Regions from separate parts of the Mus musculus genome. Here all the other regions are linked to region 3. The links are chromatin contacts, called in public ChIA-PET, HiChIP or PLAC-seq and promoter capture Hi-C maps. All regions are on one chromosome and are shown on one strand. The core of a region is the stretch at or near the end of the contact, and the rest is flanking DNA. Distances in the headings are between cores, read along the strand shown. Region 1 holds the start of Elp4 (elongator acetyltransferase complex subunit 4). Region 2 holds the start of Wt1 (Wilms tumor 1 homolog). Region 3 holds the start of Rcn1 (reticulocalbin 1). Region 4 holds the start of Eif3m (eukaryotic translation initiation factor 3, subunit M). Region 5 overlaps Pax6 (paired box 6).

The links. Promoter capture Hi-C pulls out the DNA fragments that hold promoters and counts their contacts. ChIA-PET counts read pairs in DNA pulled down with a chosen protein or histone mark. HiChIP or PLAC-seq counts read pairs in DNA pulled down with a chosen protein or histone mark.
Region 1: a contact with region 3 is called in a promoter capture Hi-C map of pre-B cells, with 5 times the contacts expected there. The contact joins the promoter of Elp4 here to the promoter of Rcn1 in region 3. A contact is called at or near these places in 12 of 39 promoter capture datasets (the 3T3-L1 cell line, the C10 cell line, the HPC-7 cell line and 6 more), 3 of 484 Hi-C or Micro-C datasets (B cells, Th1 cells and adipose-derived mesenchymal stem cells), 7 of 115 datasets of contacts at active chromatin or transcription factors (astrocytes, embryonic stem cells, large pre-B cells and 2 more) and 3 of 9 other capture datasets (adipose tissue, embryonic stem cells and embryonic tail).
Region 2: a promoter capture Hi-C map of hippocampal neurons shows a contact between it and region 3, with 4 times the contacts expected there. The contact joins the promoter of Wt1 here to the promoter of Rcn1 in region 3. A contact is called at or near these places in 3 of 39 promoter capture datasets (hippocampal neurons and liver), 3 of 484 Hi-C or Micro-C datasets (embryonic stem cells, nephron progenitors and uterus) and 1 of 9 other capture datasets (adipose tissue).
Region 4: a contact with region 3 is called in an RNA polymerase II ChIA-PET map of memory CD8 T cells, with 23 read pairs. The contact joins the promoter of Eif3m here to the promoter of Rcn1 in region 3. A contact is called at or near these places in 3 of 39 promoter capture datasets (the 3T3-L1 cell line and pre-B cells), 3 of 115 datasets of contacts at active chromatin or transcription factors (effector CD8 T cells, large pre-B cells and memory CD8 T cells) and 1 of 9 other capture datasets (adipose tissue).
Region 5: a contact with region 3 is called in an H3K4me3 HiChIP or PLAC-seq map of embryonic stem cells, with 11 read pairs. The contact joins the enhancer-like site here to the promoter of Rcn1 in region 3. A contact is called at or near these places in 1 of 39 promoter capture datasets (embryonic stem cells), 2 of 484 Hi-C or Micro-C datasets (adipose-derived mesenchymal stem cells and embryonic stem cells), 3 of 115 datasets of contacts at active chromatin or transcription factors (craniofacial prominence, embryonic limb bud and embryonic stem cells) and 3 of 9 other capture datasets (adipose tissue, embryonic tail and liver).

Annotation. Positions count from the first base shown.
Region 1 is chr2:105,901,623-105,906,069 of GRCm38.p6, forward strand. It overlaps Elp4 (elongator acetyltransferase complex subunit 4), which reads right to left and starts at 2,942. Exons shown (of 10, transcript NM_023876.4): 1 at 2,647-2,942. The coding sequence starts at 2,866. It overlaps Immp1l (IMP1 inner mitochondrial membrane peptidase-like (S. cerevisiae)), which reads left to right and starts at 3,016. Exons shown (of 7, transcript NM_028260.2): 1 at 3,016-3,108.
Region 2 is chr2:105,124,989-105,129,232 of GRCm38.p6, forward strand. It overlaps Wt1 (Wilms tumor 1 homolog), which reads left to right and starts at 1,541. Exons shown (of 10, transcript NM_144783.2): 1 at 1,541-2,454. The coding sequence starts at 1,809. It overlaps Wt1os (Wilms tumor 1 homolog, opposite strand), which reads right to left and starts at 1,522. Exons shown (of 7, transcript NR_015462.1): 1 at 1,335-1,522. RefSeq lists a promoter at 1,028-1,794, a cis regulatory region at 1,223-1,260 and an enhancer at 1,556-1,785.
Region 3 is chr2:105,397,753-105,401,710 of GRCm38.p6, forward strand. It overlaps Rcn1 (reticulocalbin 1), which reads right to left and starts at 1,567. Exons shown (of 6, transcript NM_009037.2): 1 at 1,218-1,567. The coding sequence starts at 1,453.
Region 4 is chr2:105,015,763-105,020,180 of GRCm38.p6, forward strand. Eif3m (eukaryotic translation initiation factor 3, subunit M) reads right to left here and starts at 1,265. Exons shown (of 11, transcript NM_145380.2): 1 at 1,184-1,265. The coding sequence starts at 1,225. Gm38521 (predicted gene, 38521) reads left to right here and starts at 1,359. Exons shown (of 2, transcript NR_165821.1): 1 at 1,359-1,441; 2 at 1,908-4,418.
Region 5 is chr2:105,688,693-105,692,912 of GRCm38.p6, forward strand. Pax6 (paired box 6) reads left to right here. Exons shown (of 12, transcript NM_001310144.1): 7 at 2,873-3,031; 8 at 3,502-3,584; 9 at 3,778-3,928; 10 at 4,045-4,160. Among named protein-coding and RNA genes, the nearest start is that of Pax6, 15 kb to the left of the region's middle. RefSeq lists enhancers at 1-92, 1,235-1,735. Within about 2 kb of position 2,714, at least 17 of the 459 cell types and tissues checked have an H3K27ac peak or open chromatin away from gene starts, as enhancers often do. A contact at or near this core is called in embryonic stem cells, where this site is marked.

The sequences.
Region 1 (4,447 bases), core at 1,692-4,191, 510 kb after region 3:
TTTGCAAATCAATTGCAATAATGCAAAACATACAACATTTCAGCAATTGCTACTATTTTAATTTTCTTAGTGAACACTAATTTTTACCATGTTAGACTCAAATACTAAACTCCTCCACTCTTCAAGCATCTCTGCAAATTTCAAAATGATTGTTCAAGCACACGTCTCCATAGAAACACAGGTGAAAAGGTGCCCTCAGTTCTTTTTGGCAGGTGTGAAAAGACTATAGTTAAATATTTAATCTTAAATTCAGTAAACTATCAAAACTCCCTGAAAATAGTTCTTGAAAATTAGCAATAGCCCTGGTGTAAGTTCTGAGATGATTAAATATGAAGCTAAACACGAGCTCTGGTGGTCTAGAGTTTGGGGACTATTCATAGCATTAAATTTCTGAATCAATTTTTGGAGCTCAAATGCCAAACTCCACTTTTCATACTTCACTATTTCCTGTTTAGGCTTTTTTCTTCTTCTTTCAATCAAGACCTTATTAAGAACTTACTGAGTGCCAGGCTCCGGTCTAGGCACATTTTACTATTTGTAATGAGGAAATGAAGGTACAATACTGAAAATGCAGTCCTTCTGCTTGAGGAGTTTGATTACTATCAACTGAATTAAGGCACCTACCTCTATTTAATTAAGAATATAGACATTTAAGAGGTAGAAAAGATAGGTCAGACTGTTAGGAAAGATCTGCTGTCACTAAATCTTGCAGATTAGTTTCTTTCTGGGTGAGAGTTCACTAAAACTAGCAAACTTTTCTAAGCTTTGGGTTCAAAACTAGGATAACTGAGGCCAAACAGGAAAAAAAGTGAAATACACATTTACCTACTATGCATTTTGCATCATGTTTCCAGTATCATACAACTGAGTGGGTTTGAAACAATTATGTCAAACTACTTTAAATTTATGTAGAAAACAATCAAGGTACATTTAGGACAAGAAATCATAGAATCAAGAAACCATGCTGTTCCTGATGCGCTCCCTGTCTTGTGACTTTCCTTTTTGCTAAACTTACTTGAAAAGCCTGGAGCAGAACCCAGAGAAAATGTCAAGTGAAGAACAAGAATAAGCAATGGTAAATGCAATATATTATACAAATGCACCAAGTTTAAAGGAAATATAATAAACACTATAAAAAAGGGTTACAAAATGTAAACACACGTTTCCATGAAGCAGCAGTCAGACAGAAATGCAGCCTGTCCTACTAACTTAACTAATCAATCCTTTCAACAAATCAGTTCTATGAAACAAGTATATTCTTCAGTAGGCTTTGCATTAAAGATTCCAGAGATGCTGGGCGGTGATGGCGCACGCCTTTAATCCCAGCACTTGGGAGGCAGAGGCAGGTGGATTTCTGAGTTCGAGGCCAGCCTGGTCTACAAAGTGAGTTCCAGGACAGCCAGGGCTACATAGAGAAACCCTGTCTCGACCCCCCCCCCCAAAAAAAAAAACCAAACCAAACCAAACAACCAACCAAACAAACAAAAAAAACCCAAAAAATTCCAGAGATGATAAGAACATATTTAAGAAACTCGGGTGGCAGGGGTCCATCCCATAATCAGCCACCAAAACCAGACACTATTGCATATGCCAGCAAGATTTTGCTGAAAGGACCCTAATATAGTTGTCTCCTCTGAGGTTATGCCAGTGCCTGGCAAATACAGAAGTGGATACTCACAGTCATCAATTGGATGGAACACAGGGCCCCCAATGGAGGAGCTAGAGAAAGTACCCAAGGAGCTGAAGGGGTCTGCAACCCTATAGGTGGAACAGCAATATGAACTAATCAGTACCCTGAGAGCTCGTGTCTCTAGCTGCATATGTAGCAGAAGATGGCCTAGTCGGCCATCACTGGAAAGAGAGGCCCATTGGACTTGCAAACTTTATATGCCCCAGTACAGGGGAATGCCAGGGCCATGAAGTGGGAGTGGGTGGGTAGGAGGGCAGGGCGGGGATAAGGGCATAGGGGACTTTTGGGATAGCATTTGAAATGTAAATGAAGAAAATATCTAATAAAAAAAATTAAAAAAAAAAAAAAGAAACTCGGGTGGGGTGTAGAACTATCTGAATACCAAGGACTGTCATTTCTTTGAGTCAACAGGCATCTTTAACATCCACTCTTTAGAACCATACCGCTCTACTATTTAAGATGAGTAGCCAGGCTGTGGGAAAGAGGGCAATACTTTCAACTTTTTCTAAAGGAACCCTTCTTTAAAACTCTAAAAAGTTTTGTGGGTTAGTCCCAGCTTTAAGCTACCCGGGGTTGGAAGGAAGGAGTCCTAAGACACCAGCAGAGGATCCTACAAGCCAATTCCTTTCCATATGTGTTTCTTTTTCAGTAGTAATCATTTTAGGGTAATGGCATGTAGGGAGTCCATGGTCATCTAGAAATGAGGTGCTGAACAGAGAAGAGTAAGGAGTCTGGGTCTTAAGGCGGGCTTAGTGCACACCTCTTGACATCTCCATGCAAGTTTCCTCCCAGTCTTCCTCTGTCAGGGCAGGTCATCCTAACCATGCTTATGAAGAAGAGAGGGAAAAAGGAAATGGGTGCGTGGGGCCGGGCCAAGCACAGGGGTGATGGGCTGCCCAGGAGTCCCTCCCCCAAGTTTCTCCTGGAACGCGCCCACATATTTATTCTGAACCGACCTAAGAGCTGGTCCAGGGCTGGGAGCCCGGTTGACACCAGCAGTTGTCCATTCCGCACCGACGGTCGCGTGCCAGCAATGGACAGCAGCCGAGGGCCCCCTCCGGGGCCCCCAGAGGCCTTGCCCTTCCTCTGGAAACTAGAGGTGCCGCCCTGACCCGCCTCGGACGCCACAGACCGGGAGCTGAGGGTACCCGCGCCGCAAGTGTCTGCCGCCGCCATCTTGAAGCTCCTACGATGACCCAATCGGAACTCTGGGAACTGGAGCGGGGGGCCTGTCAGAGCTAGCCCCAAAGTCCCGCCTACACGCCATTGGCAGCCAATAGAACTGAGATTTCCTTGCAGGTCAACCAATCGCAAGGCCTATTGCTGAAAAGTGCGGTGCGTAAAGCTGGAGGGGTGTACGCGGCCCTGGTCCGTCTGAGTCCTGGCCGAGGAACTTCTGTTGGTGTTTGGGGCCGCAGGTGGGTACCGTCCTTCGGCATTCTTGATTTGCGAGTGCCTACGTTCACGAGTTAAAAGGAAAGGAAAGAGAAGCGATTCGCCCCCAGGGCTTCTAAAGCCACTGCGAGTTGGCGCTCTCCCCTGCTGTTTAGCAGAGAGACGCCTCTTTTTGCCTCTCTCACCTCTTGGGTCTCTAAGGAAAGTTATTCCCCATCCCTACCACCCCCACCACTACCTCTCCTCGAAACCTTGATTTCCCGAATGGTTGAGCTGTCTGGACAGGAGTAACTGTGACTTCAGTGGCTGGTGAGCTCTTGGGCTTAAGGCAGTGAGAACCCAGGGTTAGGTGGGTTGGGTTAAGGTAGACTTTACTTAGAAACTTCCGTTTATGAACTTCGAGACCATTGGGCTTTCTTCCCCCACTCTCACAGACTATACCTTTCTGACAAGTCCCCGTGAGCAGCTTTTCTTAATTTTAATTAGTGTTTCTGGAAATCTCGGAGGGTCTTTCCTAAGCAGTGTGAATGGCAAGTGTTACTCTGACAACCTTGTTCACACATTTAATTGTCACTTCTCCAAAGCAGCTGCAAATAACGGAAACTACTTGAAGTTTCTCTCCCCTAAATCTGAGTGGAATTAGATGTATTTGTACCTTATTTTTCTAGTAATTTGAATCTGAATGGAGAGGGTTCCTACTACACTATGAGTTTTATTTGTGGTAGAAAAAAAACCATGTAATTCAGACCTGATTTTTTTTTTCATATGTGAACTGGAGGAGGAATTGGTTAAGTGATTTCTAGAAGACATCCAAGATAAGCAATGTTTGAACGGAAAAAGAGACCTAAGTCAATACTTGTGTCACTTAATTACTGCTGACAGTGATGGGTGATACATGATATATGGATTGATTGATTGATTCATTCATTCATTCATTCATTTATTTTGAGACAGGATCTCTCTATGTAGCCCTGTTGGTATATAACTCACAGAAGTCTGCCTGCCTTTGCCTGAGACTTACAGGTGAATGCCACCACAACACCTTTACTTACGGTTTTTTCTTTCCATTCCCTCTTTCCCTTCCTCCTTCCCACCCTTTCTTTTTTCCTGCATCATATTTGGGCTTGGGCAGGAGACTATAATCCCAAACAGTTGGAAAAGGAGAATCAGATATTCAGAGTTAGCATCAGCAAAACAAATAATAATTAAAAAAACTTCAAACAAATATAAGAGAATCATATGGGGGGGCAACAAAGTTTGTGGTTTAGCAGCACATCAACCAGAGAGATTTGATAAAGGTTGCTTGTTTTCATTTCAGATATGTCACACTGGTGACAGTAGGTACAGCACATGCCTTTATAT
Region 2 (4,244 bases), core at 291-2,790, 270 kb before region 3:
TGTCCACTATGGTGGAAAGTGAAGGTGTATCGACGGATAGTGCAGCTCTGTTAAGCTCCCTTAGGACAGTCTTCATCTATATATTGTGTATCCCCAAGAGGAACCGGCAATTGCTCAAGGCAAATAACTTTCTGAGCCTTGGGTTCCAAGTCAAATTCATGACGATTCTGGATTCACGAATCCGTGTGAGTTAAAATCAATGTGCAGCAACTGGTGAATGCACTAAGACCATTGAAATGCTAGATTTCTTTGTGTTTACAGTCAACATCCTTGACTGCCCCCCCCCCACCCAGGTTTAGTTGGAAAGCTTCAAGCCTCATTCTGGTTCCAGATGCCTGACTGCCACCAGCTGGCTTCCCGGCCCCGCGCGCCTGGCAGTCCCAGGGTGAACAGTCGCTGCTGCCTCCAAGAGTCCCCAAGTCTGACCTGCGAAACCCACTACACTCCTTAGGCTTCTATTTGCCTACGGGTTCTTTCCTCCGAGGATTCCACTGCTTTAGGAAACTCAGACAATACAAACCAACCCCCAAACACCTGTTCCAAGATTCCAAACAGCTACAAGGTGTAGGGAGGAGCTCTTTTTGAGAAGCCACTCTCTGGAAACCCTCTGGGCTACCAGTGCAAACACGCCTCTAGCAAAGGGCCTGTGAAGTCTCTCCTGGGCTCATTTCTAGGTTAGTCTGACTAGTTTGCATCTCCCGATCAAACACCGCAGGTCCGCCATCATTCCCTAATCACTAGAAGAAGCTGTGTTTGGAGACGTAGCTTTGCTCCTCCATTCCCGTTTCTTCTCAACAAGGCGCCGAAACGTTCCCACCACACTCAAAGTAGGTTCTGGGCATTTCTGCTAAGCGCCTCCCACGGCACCCCCCAAAACAGCTGAAAATTTCCCCCAGTTAATTTAAGGTTTAAATACCCCATTGCCAAAAAGAGACAGTAAGTGTCATCTACACTGTAGGTAACACCCGCCCTCTGGGTTCCAACCGTACCAAAGAACCAATTATCAGACAGCCGAAAAGGTCCCGCTTGTCACAACTGACGTCACACTTCATAATTATCTATCCCGAACAATTTCACCTTGAATCTCAACCTGCGAACCCAGAGGGACTAATCTCCTAAAGTGACCCCGCAGCTAGCCTCTAGAATTCTGGACATGGGAGGAGATAAGCCCCAAAGTTAGGCTATCTGCCTCAGAACCCAGGAGAGTTCTCTGGGCTCTCTGGTTCCCGCCCTCTTGGAGCCCACCTGCCCCTCCCTCCACCCCCACCCTTCCTGATTAACAGCCCGGACTCTTCTCCTACTTCGGTCCGACACCGAGGGGACTCATTACTTACCTAGACGGCCTTGCCTCAAGGCGCCTACACTCGGGAAGGCCAGCTAGGGTAGCAGGGGGAGGCTTGCGGTACAGGCCAGCTGAGAGCACGTGGCGGGCCAGAGAGGAGGGTGTCTCCGAGATGAACGCTCCCTCGGGCCCGCCCCACACCCCCGGTGCTAGTAACCGGGACGAGCAGCGCGCTTTGCTGAGCTAGGCTAGGGCTGCTGTGTGAATGGAGCGGCCGAGCATCCTGGCTCCTCCTCCTTCCCTGCTGCCGGCCCCTCTTATTTGAGCTTTGGGAAGCTGGGGGCAGCCAGGCAGCTGGGGTAAGGAGTTCAAGGCAGCGCCCACACCCGGGGCTCTCCGCAACCCGACCGCCTGCCTGCTCCCCCTTTCCTTTTCCCGCCCTCCCTCCCACCCACTCATTCACCCACCCACCCAGAGAGAGGACGGCAGCCCAGGAACCCGGGCCCGCCGCCTCCTCGCCGCGATCCTGGACTTCCTCCTGTCGCAGGAGCCGGCTTCCACGTGTGTCCCGGAGCCGGCGTCTCAGCACACGCTCCGCCGGGAGCCCGGGTGCGTCCAGCAGCCGGAGCAACCTGGGGACCGAGGCCCCCGGAGCGCCTGGGCCAAGTCCAGCGCCGAGAATCCGCAGGATCGCAGGAGCGGAGAACCGTCCGCATCCGAGCCGCACCTCATGGGTTCCGACGTGCGGGACCTGAACGCGCTGCTGCCCGCTGTGTCTTCGCTGGGCGGCGGCGGCGGCGGCTGCGGGCTCCCTGTGAGCGGCGCAGCGCAGTGGGCGCCCGTGTTGGACTTCGCGCCTCCGGGCGCCTCGGCTTACGGGTCGCTGGGCGGTCCCGCGCCTCCTCCCGCTCCGCCGCCGCCTCCGCCGCCACCCCACTCCTTCATCAAACAGGAGCCCAGCTGGGGCGGCGCCGAGCCACACGAGGAGCAGTGCCTGAGCGCCTTCACCTTGCACTTCTCGGGCCAGTTCACCGGTACAGCCGGGGCCTGTCGCTACGGACCCTTCGGTCCTCCCCCGCCCAGCCAGGCGTCCTCGGGCCAGGCCAGGATGTTCCCCAATGCGCCCTACCTGCCCAGCTGCCTGGAGAGCCAGCCTACCATCCGCAACCAAGGTAAGGATTCCGGACAGCGCGACCTCCACGCGCGGTAGTGGCTCCGCGACCTGCTCCCACGCCGCTTCTCCCCTTGTCTGTTCCTTCCTGATGCCAGTTCTTACTCAGCAGCCTTCCAAGGGAGTCTGAAAGTAGCGGACAGGGAGGAGTGGGCTCTGTCAAATGCGAGTGACAACGCGACAACGCACCACCACCACCACCACTTACACATTACTGAGCGCAACCCCAGAGTCCGATAGTTCGTAGGACGCGGGAGGACATCTGGGGCCCCGGGGTGTCCTAGAGATTTCGGAACTCCACGGGAGGAGGAAGAGGAGGTTGGCTGTAACGTGTGACTCTACACCGGGGGAAAGTCTGATGCATAAGGCCTCACCAGGCGTTGACTCTTAAAACGTCTAGGGTAGACCAAGATGAGGACTCCGAGTGGTGCTGTGGTTTAGGGACATCCCCCACCCCCCGCCCCCGTGCTGCCTCTGACAAGCCCGAAGAGCCGACCCGAAGAACTTCCAGCTCTCGGTGGGCCCTGGCTCATTCCAGGCCCACCAGAAGCAGTAGGGAGCTTTGGAATGAGGGATTAACACTTTGGGGGACTTAGTCAGTGTTCGCGCGTACCTTGCGGAAGTGTTGGGAATCTCTCTTGGAGTTTGAAGGCCACGGGGATGGGAGAAACAGCCGGGCTGGTCCGACTCCACCGGATACGAACCAAATCCCTGGAGTGAGGCTGGGGAAAGGTGGCCTTCTTCCTTTCCGCGCTCCTTGGAGGTTTCCTAGTCACGCACACCGCACACCGAAGTTAGGGGAAAGATTTCATAAGGCTTGGGATGAAGAAATAAGAACAAATGTATTGGCGGGTCTTCAGTCAATGCACGAGTTTATTTTTTAACTCTCGCAGGAGCCCGAACACCTCTCTTTCGTTAGCGCCCGGGCGGAACTGTGATTCCTGAGCCACTGTCGTTTTCTTCGTTTGTTCTCATTTGATTTCTTTGCCGTTGAGAATCTAATTTCGTTCGAGTCGATGTTTTAGGAAATTCTTTACTGACACAGACGCTTTTTTTTGGACCAAAAATTCTGATATCTTTGGTCTGGGTGTTTCTGAAATGGGGTTTGGGGGCGCGGAGAGCCGGCACCGATTGGGGAAGGTGCAGGGGGTGCTGAAGGGCTCTCTAGGACCCTTTGAACCCAGCCTGGAGCGCCTCGACCACCCGAAGCCCTAGCGAAACCGAAACCACTGAAGAACAGGAATGCCTGGTCTTGAGGAGAAACCTGGAGCGGACTGGGGGGGGGGGTCCCTCCATTTAGGTCTTTGATAAAGGAAACTAGAGTTTTGAACAAGAGTTGGGGGAAGAGCTTGGTGCCTTTGCAGAGGGTCTCTGATCTTGCCATCTCTTTCCAGTAGGCAGGTGTTACCTTTGGCAAGCCTCCAGGTCAGTTTGCTCGCCACTAAGAGGAGAACGGAGATGGACAACCGGGAGTTTGGGTTAGGCCAGAAGTTATAGGCCAAACGGGAGGAAATCTGACCAGCGTCTAAATACAGAACACACAGCCCCCCCTAAACCTCCCTGGGTCAGAAAAGAAGCCACTGTCAAGCATGTGTACACCTTGAGTGAGCATGCCTGCTACTTGGAGGGGCTCACTATAATCCTTTAGCTAGCAAATATGAATGGGCCACCATCTTTATAAGTCTTTTTAGGCTCTGTGTGAGGCTTAGCATTCTGCACTGCGAATCTAGTAGAAGAAACCTATAGGAGAAGGTGGGTGGGGCTGAGAATTTAAAGCCGGAGCGCATTGCC
Region 3 (3,958 bases), core at 317-2,816:
AGCCTAAGTGTTTCCAGTTCATAACTCCCTTCTCCTCCTCTTTTCTAAGATAATGCAGAATGGCTGCAACCAGGGACCCCAGAATAAATCAGTCTCCAGGCCTCAGAGCAGTACAATGGTGTGAATTTATCAATGGTCCCTATTGTTAAAAGTCCCAAAAAAGAAGAGAAAGTGCTTCCCTACCAAATAAAGGACACTGTTTGGAGGTGACTTTGAAGTCCAAAGGTCTTTTTTATCACAACAGGCAGGTATTCACCTACACAATGGGTATCATTAATCCTGTCCTGCTGAATGCCCTGGCCCCTTTGTCGAACAGAGATGGCTGTGTTCTTTTCAACTGTAGCAGAACTCGAAGATCCTCCTCCCCCAGGAGCAGGTTCTGGAAGCTCTGGTGGCCCACAGGGAGGATGGCTGTGTTCCTCCACAGCCCTGCCTTCACCTGGTCCTCACTAGCTCCTAGTCCCTCTGCACAACGGTCAAGTGTCTCCTGGGCACCAGGGTAGGGGTACTGAGATGATGCCCGGGTTTGTTTCCTGATTCCAGGCTAAACTCACAAAGCCCCACCATAGCCATTTTGCAGGTTTTCTTTTTTTCTCGCCCCCTCCGCCCCCAATCAGTTGCCAAAAAGCTGAGTGCTTCTTCACCCATAATGCTGGGAGCAGAGGCCAAAGAATCCGTTTCCAGCTCTGTACCTCTTGCTCCAATGAGCCCCTTTAAAAACCTGATTTCTGGGATGACTGGTCAGAGGACAAGAACATCCAGCCTGATTTAGAGACAGGCCAAGAACAAGCCTCTCCATCTCTTACACATTTGTTTGATCTTGAGATGTTTTTAAGCAAGTCTCAAGTGCCTCTCTCTGGACTATGGGAAAGAACCAGGTACTAAAAGGCCACAGCCAACAAACTCTGGCTCACTCCAGTCACTTCTGCTGAAACCTAGATGAGGGGGCGGGCCCTCTCGCTCCCTGCTCCGGAGGCCTCTGCCACGTTCTCGCCTCCCTGTGGGAAGCTATCCCGGCCGGGTGTGGTGGCGACCTCCACACGGGGGTCTGAGCGCCCGCTGGCAACTTTGTGCCTCTGAGCCTCAGCTCTGGCCTCGCCCCTGAGACCAACTGGCGCGATTTCGCTTTCGCTTTGCGCTTGTGGTCCCGCGTGGCTCCCTCTGAGGTGGCCATGGGCCCCTGCGTGGTCCCCGGGCGGCCCGGGCCGCAGCCTCACCCCAGCCTCTCCTTGCTCTCGTCCGGGCTTAGCTGATCGAAGGTCTTGGAGTCCTCCTTGCCCAGGAAGGCCTCATGATCGTACTGGAAGCTCTGGTTGTCCTCGGGCGGCCGCTCGCCCAGCTCTGAGTCCGGCCGAACCACGCGCTCCTTGCGCACCGTGGGCTTGGCCCGCAGCGCCAGCACCAGCGCCAGCAGCAGCCCCAGGGCGAGTCCCAAGCGGCCACCGCGCGCCATGGTCGCGAGCAAAGGGAGGCTGCGGGGCAGTGGGGGCTCACAGCGCCGCTGCCGCTGTCCCCTCCCCAGCGAGGGGCGCGCCCGGCTGGCTCGAGGAGGCTCGGGCCGCCCCACTCACGCGCCCATTGGCCACGGCGCCGCCGGGGGAGGCTGGGGCCGCGGAGCCACGTCGCCAGCCAGGGTGGTGGGCGCCGGGCTCCGGTTTCGCTTCGGCCCCTCCCCGCTATCTCGTTGCGAGGGGCGGGTCCAGATGATGGGGGTTGCGGACTGGAGGGTTCTCTGCAAGACCGGAAAGAAGTACTTTGAGAAAATGCAACAGATGTTTTGGGGTGATAGCTCGTCTTCGCTTTTAGAAAAGCAGCGCTTCCACTCAGCTTCCAGCTGACAGCCCGAACTTCAGCCCAAGGCTGGCCCAGAGATGAACATTTAAGTCCGGTTAACAATTTGCATTGTGGTTAGGAGAGCACTTGAGTCTGGAAGGAGGCCAGGATGGGCGTGGTCCCCTAGGTTAGGGAGAAGGCAATCTTAACATCCATGGGATAACACCAGAGGACTGTGGGAGGAGACGGGGTGAATAAGGAGAAGTTCTTTCAAGCTCCTATGGGAGAGAGGCAGAAAGGCTTCCTAAAAGAAGCAGAGATATCATATAAAGCTTTCGTTTCTGAATGTTGGCAAGCCATTTTTACAAACCTACTATCTGTCTCAAATCCTATCAGCGTATTAAATCCGAAATAATGATACCAGTTAGTGATGGTCTGTATTATATAACTTTCTACAGCGAAGGAAATGTTCTCTATATGGCCACTGAATACTTGACATGGAGCCGGTCCAAAGCCAATAGTTGAGCTTAAATGTAAATAGCCACGCGTGGCTAGTGTCTAACAAACTGAGAATGCCCGTCTGAACCTTTTACTCTTCACAAAAATGCATGTAAATGTCAGAGGGTCGACGAATCTTTTAAAGAGTCCCAGGAAACTGTGGTTGAAGAGAGAAGCCTCCTCCTAACCCCAGCCCTAAAAGCTGCAAAACCACCTGTTCACCCCCACCTTTCTAACATTCTGAAGAAAAGGTCAGCTTCTCGCCCTTACAGTAAGGAAACCAAGACATTATAGCACAGAAGCAAGAATCTTTCTATTAAGATCATTTTCGGTCAACCAAATAAGATGATGAGCCTGATACACATAAGCATTTATGGCTGCCTTAGGATTTTACTGCTGTGAACAGACTCCATGACCAAGGCAGCTTGTATAAGGACAACATTTCATTGGGGCTGACTTATAGGTTCAGAGGTTGAGTCCATTATCATTAAGGTTGGGAGCATGGTAGCATCCAGGCAGACATGGTGCAGGAGGAGCTGAGAGTTCTACGACTTCATCTGAAGGCTGTTAGGAGAAAACTCTCTTCTAGGCAGCTAGGATGATGGTTTTAAAGCCCACACCCACAGTGACACACCTACTCCAACAAGACCACACCTACTCCAACAGGACCAAATTTTCTAATAGTGCCACTCCCTGGGCCAAGCATATGCAAACCAGGGCATAATGAAAACGAGCCAGCCAGGGTTCTACAGAGTATACATAACATAGTAGGCCAATCAAGGAGGGTTTCCTGGACTGATAGAAACTGAGGTAAAGGTAAAGGGTAAGCCAAGCAGAGCGATGGGCCTATTCGAGAGGTCCTGTGTTAGCTGGCAGAGGACAGTGCAGCTGGGAGTGATGCTCTGTGACCTTGGACAACCTCTTCTAGATGTCAGGGAGATGGGGGCCGGGGAAGAGGGGACCCAGTGTTTGATGGATCCAGTGTTCCTCCATTGATTTTCCATTGGGATAAGAAGTGCTATATTTGAAACTAGAAAAGTGTCAACTGTTGGTAAATTGGTGTGGACTTGTAGCCAAGGAAACACAGTACTGTGAGGATGCTCCCTTGATGGTTAATCAAGCTTCTAGTGGGCAGTTCCCAGATGCAAAGAGAGACCCCAGGGAGGGAGCAGCAGAGCTCCTGCCCCCTCCACTGCATGCTGCTACTGTTGCCATCACTGTCAGACTGCAGCTTCGTCAGACTTCCGAGGTGGATGGGGGACCAGGAACTCACAGGCATCTTCTCACCCTTCAGCACTAGCTAGGGATGAGCAGCCATCAGATCTGCAACCTCTTGGGCAAACAGATGGCCACTGATTGACTAGCCAGCTCCTTGTAAGCCAACCTAATAGAGCCTCTTTTGCAATGCTTGTTTATTTATTGTTTCTATTCCCTGAAAGAATCCTGACTAATAAACTTGTCAAACACATGTCTTGAGGTGAGTGGCATAATACCCTTTGTGTTTGCAAGGCAAGTGGGATACAAATCGAGTCAAGGGGTGGGGGAAGAAGAGATTGGAAAGGGGATGGGACAGGGAGTGGGGGCTGCTGACAGGCTGCTCACTCATGACTTTTGCCAGGACAGGCTTGGGCTCACTGGTGTTGAAGCAACACATCATGAATGAAGGTGGCATACCTTTCAGCCTTGC
Region 4 (4,418 bases), core at 15-2,514, 380 kb before region 3:
AGAGGCAGGGGGATCTCTACAGGTTCCTGGCCAGCCAAGGTTTAACAAGCCATAGTGAAACACTTCCCAAATATCAAAACAAGAAGGGGGTTGGGGAAAGAAAAAGCACGGATGTCAAATTGTCTGGACAAAGCCAAAAGAGCCTTGGGGAAAATAACCAACATTTTTAATCCCACAAATGTGTTTGGTGACCTCAGAAACCTAACAAACCCTTAGGTCTGATGGAATTATTTTTCCAAACAATAGCATAGTAATTTTATACAGAAGATGGCATGGTATTATAAAAAAGATATTTTGAAAACTCAAGTGTCATATTAGAAAAAGCAAAATAACAGCAGAAATCATTCTTTTTCTTTATGACACAAATATATAATCTAACCAAGATGTAAAGAAAGCATTTGTTCACTTCCTGCTTTACAAATCTTTTTCTAAGAATTAGTTAAGTTTAATGTTTTTATATCATTCTTGCTGACAACAAGACACTCTACAATATGGCCAATGCCAAGGCTCTATTCAGCCCCTGGCCTGAAGTACCTTTTTGGTAAATACTAGTCAATGCCTGGGAACTCTAGCTTCCTCTGCTGTCAAATACTCTTAATGCGGCATCTTTCTATGTGTGCATAACTTCCTTTCTTCTCCTGTGTAACATATGGAACCCCAAGTTTCTGTCAGTGGGTATTATAAAAGCGTATGCATGCTCACGAAGAACAGTTTGGGTTGTAGAAAATTAAAAGACTGTCATCCCAACAATTAACCTCCTGTTACAGAAAAAGGAGAAGCCATCTGTCCTGTACACCCAGGTGTAAACCCCAATTAGTGAACTTCAAAGTGTCCAGGATGGCCCGCCAGATGCTCCTGCCTCCCAGCCGCCTGGGAACAGAAAACGCGAGCCAACTAGTAAAATGCATGCCACCGTCGCCTGTGGCCGCGGAAGGCCCGCATTCACACGCTCAAAGTTGCTCCTGCGGGCCACACGCGAACTTAGCAGACGCTGGTCCCTGTCCCCGAAAAGTTCTGGGTCGTCATCGACGACTGCGGACGAGCCCTGGCGCCCACCGGGCCCGCATCCGGACCCTCGGCCGCGCACGCGCCGAGACCCAGGTCAGGAGAGCGCGCTCCCCCTCACGGGCTCCGTCCCGGGAATCCCCCGCACCCGTTGCCCCGAGGGCCCAGCATCGTGCACCTGGTCTTCCTCGCTGATATCGATGAAGGCCGGGACGCTCATGGTGAAGGCCGGGCTGCGGAAGACGCTCCGATCCAGAAACACGCCGACCGGAAAAGAGAGCGGTGCCGTACAGGGTTACGCACAACCGCTTCCGGGTCAGCCACAGAGGGCGGGCCTCGTGGGCGGGGCCCACAGTACTACTTCCTCCCCGCGGGCCTCTGCTTCAGCTCCTCGCAGGCTCCTACCTGAAATCTTCCCCTCTCCCCGGAAACTTAGGTGGGTTGGGCTAAAGTGTCCTCTGCCCGCCTGCTGCCTGCGGGTCACGGAACCCTACCTGGGCCAAAGCTTCGGGAGCCTAGAGAGCTCTTGCTGCCTCTGAGAGCTTTCCAGGTGCCCCCTGTCCCTAAAGCCTTGGAACTATTTTTTTTTTCCCCTGTGTTATGCTTCCCAGTTTGCTGGTCCAGTTGCTAGGCCATGCTCCTTGCTAAGTAAGGGTGACTAGTTTTCAAAGAATGCTCCCACTTAATTAATAAGGACTTATCCAGAATACACAGTGCCTCAGTGTATGTTAGGGATTGACTCCAGGATCCCTCCTCTAAGGATTCCAGAATCTATGGGGCTCAAGACGCTTACATAAAAATGGCTTAGTTCGTGTCTATATAACCTCCTGTGTACTTTAAGTCATCTCCAGGGCACTTAAAATAGCTAATCCAATGTAAATTCTATGTCCTCTGTTTTCTAGGGAATGACAAGGTCTGCGTATTCAGCACAGATATTTCTCCAGAATATTATAGTCTGCAGTTGATTGAACCTGGATGCAGAACTTGGAGCCATGAAGATCAAGAACATTGTAAATGCAACAATAAGGGGGAAATGCAATTAAAAAGTGGGCTGAAAAAGTAAAAACAGACTTTATTAGAGAATATACACATGGTATCCTCAGTTGATAGAATGTCCCCAATAAATGGCCTGTCAGGTATTTTCTTCCTTAATGATTGACATGGGAGGGCCCAGCCCACTGTGGGTGGTGCCACCCTGGGTAGGTGGCCCTGAGTTGCATTGAAAAGTAAGCCAAGCTAGCCACAAGGAGCAAGTCAGCAGGCAGCGAGCAAGCCTCTGCTTCAGTTCCCACCTCCAGGTTCCTGCCTTGGGTTCCTGCCATGACTTTCCTCAGCGATGGAGGTTAACCTGAGAGTTGTCAGATGAAATGAACCCTTTTTCCCCAGGTCGGTTTTTGGCCAATATTTTATCATAGCAATGGGAAGCACACTAAGACAATCTTCCTGGAGTACTGGGTTACAATGTGGAATGAGTGTGTGTGGGGGGGTACGTTCTCAAGGAAGAAAAGGAAGAGAGACTGGTTGAAAAGAGGGGAGCAGATTTCTGAGGGGGGAGAGGAGAGAAGAGAGGGTGTAAGAGGAGAGTGGGGCGCTGAGCCAGAACATATTTATTAGAATGGTCTTCTCAGAATTTCAGGAGGGAGAAGATACCCAGTGGTCCTGTAAACACACTAATATACTAGTTAACTAGGCCAAGGCCCGGGCACTGAAGCTGGAGGGCAACCCTTGCTCATCATCACAGCAATCTTTGCTTTGAATTTTGAAAGGTGACTTTTTTTTTCTAAGATTAATACTTTTCAACCTTGCTTTCAGCTTCTTTCCCCTTTCTTGATGGAAATTTGTTTCAAATGTTAATGTTGCCAGCTTTTTCTTCAGTATTTTATTTTAACTCATCAATAAGTCTTTCTTTAAAAATACATATATTTTGTTGAACATTTTAAAACCCTATTTTAATATTAGCCCCGTCCCTTACTCGCCCCTTTTTTCTGATTTCCTTTATTCTATGACTTTGTGAAGTAAAAGAGGTGACTTCAGGGGACTTTTGAGAAGGAGGTTTCAAAAGGATAGAGACAAAATTATTTGAATCTTTAGATATTTACTCATTCGCTAAAAACATATTGATCTCTCTGACAAAATTATGTACCAGCAGGTGGTTGACCTTCCAGAGAGAACAAAATTAAAGCATGCAACTTATTTATTGTTTATGTTATTGTGATGGAACCAAACCCAAGGCTTTGTGTGGACTAAGCAAGCTTTCTATCACTAAGGGATTAACTGTCATATTAAGGTTTTAATTGCCATGATGAAACACCATGACTAAGAGCAAGTTGGGGAGGAAAAGGTTTGTTTGGCTTCCACTTCCACATCATTGTCCATCACTGAAGGAAATCAAGACTCTAGCTGATGCAGAGGCCACGGATGCTGCTGCTTGCTGGCCTGCTTTTCATAGCTTGCTCAGCCTGCTTTCTTGTAGAGCTCAGGACCACCAGCCAGGGATGGCATCACCTACAATGGGCTGAGCCCTGCCCCACTGGTCACTAACGGAGAAAATGCCTTACAGCTTGCTTGCAAGCCCAATCTTATGGAAGCATTTTCTCAAAGAAGGTACCTGCCTCTCAGGTAATTATAAATTGTATGACACTGACATAAAACTAGCCAGCATACTCCTTTATAATTTTTCAATGACACTTTTTGTCAAATTCATTTCTTAATTGAAAAAAGACCCTAGCATTATTTTTCGTTAATAAAATGTTTTCTGATAATCTTAAGGTTTTTCTTTAAACACAAATCTGCCTTAGACAAATGGTACAAGAAGTACTATCTACTATATGACAGGAAGCATTCTAAATGCTTAAAAAAAAAAGTTTAGAGTCAGTTGAAACTGGGGTTAGCTGATGCTAACCTATGCCTGATATAAAATGGGGTCACTGGTATGTTAATAGCAGTAAAGAGTCACCCCTGCTGATAACCACACATACAACCTTCACTACTATATTATCCTTCTTGAGACTTTCACAAACTGTCCTCAGAACTTCCCAAAACAGAAGGAGCTGAAAGTTCAACAAAACCCTATATATTCTGAAAGGCAAAGCCATTTTTCTAGCTGATGTGGCTGTTTGTTTTCTTTTGAGGTGAGCTCTCACTAGTCCAGGTTGGCCTTGAACTCAGTGTGTAACTGAAACTGATCTTGAAGTCCTGACTCCATTGTTCCTACTTTTTTTGAATTACAGGCATACTTTTTTATGTGTGCACTGGGGACTCGAACTCAGGTCCTTGTGCTGGCAGAGCAATTGCTCTTACACACTAAGCTATTTTCCTAGATCTCCTTTTATTTTTAATTCTTTATTCTTTCTGATTAAAAATTCTGGAAAACTTGGATTTATCACACCTGCTTCCCTCTGTTTGGGGAATGT
Region 5 (4,220 bases), core at 1,464-3,963, 290 kb after region 3:
TAATTGTCTGCCACTTAAGTTTATCGTGTGGGGGAATTAGAAAGCTCTAACTTCTATTTTTAGTTTCTTAAAAGATTTAAGGGTGGAAGGTAAAGCCACCAAAGGCGGGGGTGGGGTTGGGGGGAGGGAGCAAAAAACCCTCCAGCTCTATCTAAGTGAGCACTCAGTCACCTGGCTGCAAACACTTGCTACTTTTAAAGTAGTGAACACATTTTCAGGGTTGCTTTCTGGGCTGGTTAAGAGGCGGCGGCAGCGGGCGGGCAGGCGGCGGTGAATCCCGTAGCGTTCTCTAACTCCACTTTTAAAAAGAAGCAGCAAAACGGGGTTTAAATGCCATTTTCCTGCTCCTCTAGACTTTTTTTTTTTTGTCCCTAAATATCATTTTTCAAGGTAGCGCAAATCCTAGGTTTATGTAACCAGCACATGCTAATCTATAAGTAGTGCCTGAGCGTGGAGGACTGTCAATATAACCCCCATGCTTTAAAATGAAGAGGATGTCCAAGAAGCAGATGAGAATAGAGAAACGCTATGTGCTGGCGTCTTCAGAGGGAGACCCCCAGCTTTGTTTAATTGACAAGATCTAACGTGCTAGAGAAGGGACAGGGCTTTTCTTTTGGGTGGAGGCATAAGTGACCAGGCAGGATTGTGTTTTCCAAAAGCAGTAACCGATGGACTTTTTTAGTAGTTCCAACGGGGTGGGGTGGGGTGGGGGACAAAAATGTATCCTCCTTCACCGAATCCGACAATAAAAGGGAAAAGGAACAGGCTCTCATCATTTTCCCCCCTGGGTGGGGGGACCACTTTGAAGAGTCCTCAAGAGACCTGGGGCAGCAAATTAGTACAGCCACTTGTGCCCCTACACGTGAGTTCGGCGCGTCTCCTTCGGCAGGCGACCCTCCCCTCCCCCATTCATCTGAAGTAGGGCAAGATGCCTGCGGCTTGTTTACCAATACACGCTCCCTCCTCCTTTTCCTTTTCGTGGTTTTCTCCCTTCTCCGTCGACTCTCCAGTCTCTTTTTCCTCAACATTTCCCCTCTGTCCCTTCTTATCCTTTTTGACCACCATCTCTTTGGAGCCCTCCATCTTTCTCTGCCCCTCCCCCACACCATCCTTCCTCTTTAGCTTCTCTCCTTTAGCCTCCCCTCAGCCCCAGCTCTGGTCCCCATCCACCCTCCCCACTTCCCTCCACCCCCTACCCTGGCCCCCCATCCACCCCCCCCACACCCCCCAGCCAAGCGCCCTAAATAGCACCGCGGCGCCCGCTCTCCGGACAGTGATTAATGATAGCAGTGCAGAGGGGTTAACACACTTCGCTGAAAAGTCTGTTGACTGAGCTTCTTGTAACACAATGTGGCCCGCTGCACGCCTCGAGAGAATCCTTTTGTTGTCCGTGCTTATTGTGGCCTCAAAATTCTGCCCACGAAAGTTTGCCAACGCTCCTGCCCCAGGAGTTTAATAGTTTCCCTTACTCGCGGGGCATTGTGTGGTGCTGAAAAGCAGCCCCTCGCTATTCAAGTGTTGGTGGTCATCTCAATAGATCTCCAAGGGCCCATATGGTGGCCAGTGCCGATGAATCCGCCTGTTTAAATGGGGGAGAAAGTTGGGGTTTTAAAACATTTCAAAGTTCCTGAAAAGATCCCACTAGATCCTGTCACAATTCCCTGAACGCTTTGAAGGCGCGGCCTATTGTCTCCTGGTTATAAATGATATTCCTGGCCAAGTCGATTCCCACAGAGGCCTGGCGCCCCCTCCCCCCAAACTAGCCAAGTTTCTAGGATCCGGAGAGAACAGTTCTTGTTGGTATCCCGTGGGGGCCACAGGCCTCAGGACCCAAGACAGCCTGCAGTGCCCTGGGAAGCCCAGCCAAGGCCTGAGTCCTTTCCTTCCCACAGGCTGCCGCCTTGCCCGAAAGGTGCACAGCAGAGCCGGTTAGCCCAAGTGCACAGCTCTTCACCAAGCGCAAAGGAAAACAATGAAACTTTCCCTGTTTAATGATAGAAATTACATTAAAAGTGGTGGAAATGCCCTAATTAAAAATGTACCACTTAAATGATATGCCAAGGACTCAGCTGCAGCTTAGCATATTTAGCTAGTTAGTGAACTCTCCGCCGTCTCTCTTTTAAAATTACACGTTAAAAATTTAAAAGAAATCTTACTTTTCTCTGGTGCAACACATTACAAAGAATGGACAGTCCTTTTATCTAAATATAAAATTCCATTTTCAGCAATTATAGCCTGTTCTTGGTGATGATATAATTACAGCTGTGCTCGTAATAGGTGTCAAGGCGAAACACACTCACACAATGGTTGAATAAAACTGCAGAACAATGCAAGCACTTCTAAATTCACAACCTTTAAAATGAAATTGACTGTGCAGAATTCAAATAAAAACTAGATAAATATTTTTTTAAAAAGATTACAAGCTTGGTTTGGTTTCTTAATAGCATTTTCTACAAACCTATCAACATCTAATTGATTAGATAGGAATTACTGATTATAGATCAGCTGAAATCGTGCACATCACTCTATTTTCCCAACACAGCCATAGGTAAATACTTTCTGTAGGGCAAGGGAACTGGATGTGGAGTCAGAGTCGGCAGGGAAAGATCATTTTGCCTGGAAACTTTTTGGCTTGCTTTGTCATTCAAAGAGACCTTGCGAGAGCACTGTCAGGTCTCATCTAAATGAAAACCAAGGAATGTGACTCAGGTAACTGGTGTCATTCAAAGAAGGCTACCATCTGACTAACTTAGGAAGGCTTTGTGGAGGCGCAGATTACCCAGTCCTCGGAGTTTCTAACTGTGCCGAGTCCCATTAGGAGCCCCCCCATGCCGTTCCGATTTCTCTTATTGTCCTATTCTTTTTGTTGCAGATGGCTGCCAGCAACAGGAAGGAGGGGGAGAGAACACCAACTCCATCAGTTCTAACGGAGAAGACTCGGATGAAGCTCAGATGCGACTTCAGCTGAAGCGGAAGCTGCAAAGAAATAGAACATCTTTTACCCAAGAGCAGATTGAGGCTCTGGAGAAAGGTGACTGGGAAATTTCCAAAGCAGAGAAACCTTAAATCAAAGGAAATGCCACAGCAAAAGCACAAAGGGCTAAATTTAGCTAGGGCTCTTTGCATAAAGGATGAAAAGCCCCCCCCCCCCACTTTTCAGTGTGTGTGTGTTTTTTTTTTTTTTGTGTGTGTGTGTGTGCGCGCATATGCATTTTCTCTCTTCTTTTCACACACCAGCAAACTGAAATATTACAATTCTGACAGACAAAGGAAATGATGACCTATCTGACTGTCTTAGGCCACAGATAAGGACAAACACTAAATGTCATTCCAAAGAAAACTTGCTCCTGGTGGGAAAGTTCTTGCTAGTACAGTCAGCACACTGTCAAGCTGTCTGATTGGCTGGATGAGATGGGAGTTGGGTGTTAAAAGCTAGGTTGATCCAGTGTCTGAACTATCTTGTGTTCTGGTATAATATATAAAATCAACTTACTCTTTCAGAGTTTGAGAGGACCCATTATCCAGATGTGTTTGCCCGGGAAAGACTAGCAGCCAAAATAGATCTACCTGAAGCAAGAATACAGGTACCTAGGGACCATGTGGTTTTTATGCACTGGGATGCTTATATTTTGCCTTGGCTGTATACCAGTCACTGATATAATCATGGTCAGGTTTGCAAAGACTCCCTTGTTCTAGGGTAAGGGTGGGGATGGAGGGCTTTTTGTTTGTGGCCGAGTGGTAGCAAGCATAGGGCTAACCTGTTCTGTGCATTTCCAGGTATGGTTTTCTAATCGAAGGGCCAAATGGAGAAGAGAAGAGAAACTGAGGAACCAGAGAAGACAGGCCAGCAACACTCCTAGTCACATTCCTATCAGCAGCAGCTTCAGTACCAGTGTCTACCAGCCAATCCCACAGCCCACCACACCTGGTAACTTGAAATCCCACCTGCCAAGAACGGTTCTTAACCTTGCCTGCCCTTGACTTTCTCTTGCCTTGTAATGAATGACCTTGCCCTCTCTCTGTCTCTTTTCTCTTCCTCTGCAGTCTCCTCCTTCACATCAGGTTCCATGTTGGGCCGAACAGACACCGCCCTCACCAACACGTACAGTGCTTTGCCACCCATGCCCAGCTTCACCATGGCAAACAACCTGCCTATGCAAGTAAGAGAGGACGGTCACCTGCTGCACAGGGCAAGGGATGGGTTCAGGCTTGCAGACCCC